Regions from separate parts of the Gossypium arboreum genome. Here region 2 is linked to region 1. Evidence: chromatin contacts called from public Hi-C data. All regions are on one chromosome and are shown on one strand. Each heading gives the region's core, a stretch centred on a gene start, on an enhancer-like site or on the middle of the called end of the contact. The rest is flanking DNA. Distances are from core to core; before and after follow the strand shown.

Evidence for each region. Hi-C and Micro-C count contacts between places; a contact is called where the count stands out from the background.
Region 2: a Hi-C map of leaf shows a contact between it and region 1, with 2.2 times the contacts expected there. The contact joins the promoter of LOC108479225 here to the promoter of LOC108479881 in region 1. A contact is called at or near these places in 2 of 5 Hi-C or Micro-C datasets (both in leaf).

The regions. Positions count from the first base shown.
Region 1 is chr12:14,254,439-14,257,138 of ASM2569848v2, reverse strand. LOC108479881 (GDP-mannose 4,6 dehydratase 2) reads right to left here and starts at 1,282. Exons shown (of 1, transcript XM_017782719.2): 1 at 1-1,282. The coding sequence starts at 951.
Region 2 is chr12:14,530,167-14,532,866 of ASM2569848v2, reverse strand. LOC108479225 (fructose-bisphosphate aldolase 1, chloroplastic-like) reads left to right here and starts at 1,413. Exons shown (of 10, transcript NM_001330045.1): 1 at 1,413-1,657; 2 at 1,779-2,048; 3 at 2,141-2,250; 4 at 2,415-2,505; 5 at 2,592-2,700. The coding sequence starts at 1,487. It overlaps LOC108479226 (protein CHAPERONE-LIKE PROTEIN OF POR1, chloroplastic), which reads left to right. Exons shown (of 5, transcript XM_053022460.1): 5 at 1-226.

The DNA of each region.
Region 1 (2,700 bases), core at 33-2,532:
TGCTTTTCTTGAATCACCTTTCAAATTATCCACCTCGGCCGGCCTAAAATACCTCTTATCAATCACCACATGATCTTTCCACTTCAACCCAACATAACTGAATGCCACTTCTAGAAACTCCTCCACCGTATGTGACTCCTCCGTTGCCACCACGTAATCGTCGGGCTTCTCTTGTTGCAGCATCATCCACATAGCTTCCACGTAATCCCCGGCAAAACCCCAGTCCCTAGAAGCTTGTAGATTCCCCAAAAACAACTTGCTCTGTAACCCAATCTTTATCCTGCCAACGGCCCGAGTAATTTTCCGGGTCACGAAATTCTCTCCTCTCCTCGGCGACTCGTGATTAAACAGAATTCCATTACAGGCGAAAATCCCGTACGCTTCCCTGTAATTGACAGTGTACCAATGCGCAGCGCATTTGGAAGCCGCGTATGGAGATCTGGGGTGAAACGGGGAAGCTTCAGATTGAGGCGGAGGAGTGGATCCGAACATTTCTGACGATCCAGCTTGGTAATACTTGATATGGGTCCGACCCGTGTCGGCAATATGGGATCGAACGGCTTCCAACAAACGGAGGGCTCCCGTAGCCACCACGTCGGCAGTGTAATCAGGGATTTCAAAAGAGACGGCTACGTGGGATTGGGCAGCCAGATTGTAAACTTCATCGGGTCGGATAGTGTCGAGCCAACGACGAAGAGAGGAAGCGTCGGTGAGGTCAGCGTAATGGAGCTTCATCCGAGCCTTGTGGGCGTTGTGGGGGTCGATGTAGATGTGGTTAATCCGCTGCGTGTTGAAGTTGGAAGAGCGGCGGATCAAGCCATGGACTTCGTAACCTTTGTTGAGGAGGAACTCGGTGAGGTATGAGCCATCTTGACCGGTGATGCCAGTGATCAACGCGATCCTGCGGCCAGAAATTGCGTCGCCCTTGGAACTCTCATTTTCGCTCGCCATTTTGGAGTTCAAAATAGATAAAAAGGGAAGAAGACAGGGTTTCTGAGTTTCAGTGGTTTTAGCGATAAGTGGGCTGGTTTGGTAGGGGAGAAAGAAGATCAGGATACAATGGTCAATTACAATATCCTTGCGAGGTTAGCTAGAATATGATCCATTTTAAACCGTCTATATATGTTTTTCTTTTTATTAATATTATATTTTTTGAGCCAAAACTATTTCTATTTTTGTTTTAGATTTATAATTCTCCTCCTCAATCATTTAGATAAAATCAATTTCATATGTACAAAATATAAGTTAAATTTAAATACACAACTTTTATATATAATTAGATTATAACATATATGTAGAAATTATATTTACGGAAAATTTATATAAAACTTTAATTAAAGCGATAAAGTTAAATCGTTAAAGATTAGTACCCTCTACACTCGATTCAAATGGTGATTGTCACATTTCGTTGTTGGAGCAACACAAACTATTTTCATTCATTTTGGTTGAAAACAAACCAATAAATGTGGTATAATTCATAAGTTTCAAGTTATACAAATGAAATACTTATATGTGAGATCAAATGGGCCCACACAATAATCTAGGGTCATATGAAGTTAAACATAGAGTCACGATACGAATCATAATTCAAATTATCAAAATGGAAGGTTTTGGCTCAAGATAATGAAGTCATGTCTCAAGACATGTCTTCTCTATTTTAGACCCATAGTTTCGAAGTATATTAGATAGAGTAGTCGAACAAAAATATAAAAAAAGTGGAAATTTGAGTAAAATGTGTAGAGTATAGTGGTATGTGCTTGAGAATGATAAATGGTCACTATTGGTATCAAGTGAATTATGGCTAAGTGTAAAAGTAAAATTGTACAAATAGATGTGATTATGTAAACTATGTCGAGAAGTGATTTAATCTTAATAAGTGAATATATGAAATGATTATTGAGTGTTAATGGAAATTGCTCAATAAGCTTTTAAAAAGTTTGAAAAGTGATTACTATATGAACCTTTGAAGTGGTCAAGTGATTAAAAATTGCTTTAATAGACTAAATAGAATAATTAAGGCATACCATGAATGTACACATTTATTTATTGAAGATAACGAAATATGTCTTATAGGATGGCACACAAGTACACGGTAACCATTTTTTCAGGGTGTTTGCATTGATGCGCTATTAGCACAATACGTGTCAGGGTATTCAATTGGAACCCCAAATATCCTATTTGCATTGTATGCATGTCTTGCTATACAAAGTAAAAGAGGGAATGATATACTTTAAATGCGGGACTATTGACTAAAGAAGGTATATAGTGAAACAAGGGTGATGGGCTTTAAAATTCCTGCTTGTTGATGCAAGTTAAGATCCTCCAAGCTCGTTCATGGCCAATATTCACGTTCTTGAATTAAGATTTTCAAGAATTGAAATCTGTTGATATTTGTCTAAGATTTGGTTTATTGATTTTCTTGGAACCAAAATTCGAAATCTTGATGGCCTTTAAGCTCGAACTCCATCCCTTAAGTCACGAATTCTTGCACGAACACAATCAATTTAGCTCAGATTGCTTGGTCTTTGATCTTGTAATTAAGTCCATCACTTGAATGAGCTGGAATTTGAGCTTTGGTGCGCGCATCAACACCTCCAATGACATCCAGTTTACTCCAACTGAGTTGGAAATCTTCTTGTCATGGATGAAAGCCCACTCTGGATATTGTTTAGCTTACTGCATTTATGCTATTGACAACAC
Region 2 (2,700 bases), core at 164-2,663, 280 kb before region 1:
AGCACCAGGTTTTCTTATTATAAACTCCCAATTTTGAAGTAATGGATAACCAAAGATTTTCTTGGTAGTAGCTCATTGATCATGTTATTTTAGCTTATGAGAGCTGTGTCATATTTCTACTTTGGGCATTGATACTAAAGCATAGTTTGTGGATAATTTTTTTTTTGTTGACTGGTAAAAAATGTAAAACCAGTTCAAAGTAAAGATAGGTTGTTGATTTTCTGAATTGTGGTTTCTTATATGCTTTTACTTCTTGTTCTTTTCCCATCTTTGTGACTAAGATTCTAAATTGCCATGGAATCTTTCTCTAGATTTTCTTTTTTTTTATATGAACAGAGAATTTGTTTGTGGGGTTGAGAATTGGTTAGACAGAAGTTTATATGCTTTACTTGAATAACCTGAGCTCTAAGATGCCCCAGAGATTTAGCGGCTAAGAATAGCTGTGGGATTGTTCATAAGTGTTTTGAGGATTTTTAGTTGCATGGTGTCTGAATCTGTTCCACAATGACTCCTTGATGTCCTTTGAGGAGCTTTTCTCTTCTCCACAATCAATGGTGTCTGCTTATTTGTTTTATTAGTTGCATTTTCCATATGCATACAGTTGCCAGATCTTTAGATTATGGGGCCTATGATGTCTACAAGAGAATTGCTTGGTCATTAGCTCACTTCTGCAGCTTGAGGTAACCAATGAGGCTACCACTGATTCTTTACCGCTTCCCCTTACAATCGCTAGAGAATTGATTGAAAACTGTCCTTGTCAGACAAGTTTGCACCTTGTCGTAAGGCTGCAGAATTAGTGGTCCCTGGCCACCTGTTGCTTCGAAATACTATACTATACTATACGTGTTTTTGGTGCATGTAGAAGAGGTGCTTCAAGCATTGAGACTATTGTCATTTATTTATGTTCATCTTCACTTCCCATCAGCATGTTTGTAACCAGGAGACTCTACAACTTGATTTCTTTATTTGAAAGATAATGAATGCATCAAATTGGTTTCGAGCAGGAAGTTAATTTGCTGGCTAATCAGAAGAAAAATATAAATATTCCAAAGGTGTTTACAACCCTTTTAGTAGGTTGTCTGCATCTTGCCTTTTGGGTGATTTTAAGAAAGAAAAAAACTCAAAATAATAACAAACAAAAATCAAACAGCTACAAAAAAGATCAGGGTTTTGGCATTGATTTCATTTTTATTTTCCTGGTTTTACAAATTTTAGAAAATTAAACCTTTTATTTCAAGACACAAATTCCACAAGATATGTATGTCTTAAACCCCTACCTCACAATCACATCAGCCACACCTCTGCCATACCAAGTTGCCAAGTAAGCATCCATCATGTCAGTTGATGATTGGCCCATGTATAACAGCCTCATGCAAGATATCTCTTGGCAGGGGCTAGCAACTATAATTTAGAGAATTGGAGCTTAAACGTTGTGTCAAAAAAGCTTGAGCTGAGAGATAAGAGAAAGCACTGAAAAAGCAAAACCATGGCCTCTGCTTCTCTCCTCAAGACTTCACCAGTTTTAGACAAGTCTGAGTGGGTTAAGGGTCACACCCTTCGCCAACCTTCCACTTCTGTGGTGAGGTGCCACCCTGTTGCACCCTCCGGACTAACTGTGCGTGCAAGCTCATATGCCGATGAGCTTGTCAAGACTGCTGTAAGTGTTCATATAGTTCTAAGCTCTTCCACAATTTGCTCAAGATATATGCTAATACTAAGAAACTGAGCATTTGCTGAAAGAAAGAACAATGATTTTACTAATTGTTGGATGTTTGTAGAAAGCTATTGCTTCTCCTGGCCGTGGAATTTTGGCCATGGATGAGTCCAACGCTACCTGTGGGAAACGTTTGGCCTCAATCGGGCTAGAAAACACGGAGGCTAACCGCCAAGCCTACAGGACGTTGCTTGTTTCAGCTCCTGGCCTTGGTCAGTACATCTCAGGTGCCATCCTCTTTGAGGAAACCCTCTATCAAACCACAATTGATGGCAAGAAGATGGTTGATGTTCTTGTTGAGCAGAACATAGTCCCTGGTATCAAGGTCGACAAGGTAAATCTCATGTCCCATTTTATGGAGGAACATCTGGTTTTTATTTCTAAGTTGTATATGTTACTAGGAGCATGATAATATAAACCCTACAGGGTCTTGTTCCACTGGCTGGTTCAAACAACGAGTCATGGTGCCAAGGTCTTGATGGCCTCGCTCCACGTTCAGCTGCATACTACCAACAAGGAGCTCGTTTTGCAAAATGGTGAGGTTTTTATTCATATGGCCCTCCGTTCGAAAATTTTTCAGATTTCCGTTAGCGTTTCCCTTGTGTTATCCATACAGACAAGTGACATAAGGATTACATACATATATTCTCATTCATTCGTTATGTTTATGCTATTAGTATGCTTCCAAATGTTATTATAGGCGTACTGTGGTAAGCATTCCCAATGGACCAACCGAACTTGCTGTGAAGGAAGCAGCCTGGGGACTTGCTCGCTATGCCGCCATCTCTCAGGTAAGATGAACTAAATTTTATCACAGTACTGTCTCAATTGCATTTTCTTTGGCACTAGATAATCTTTTGGATGTTTGGTCATGCAGGACAATGGATTGGTTCCAATTGTTGAGCCAGAGATCTTGCTTGATGGTGATCACGGAATTGACAGGACTTTCGAAGTAGCCAAAAAGGTATGGGCTGAGGTTTTCTTCT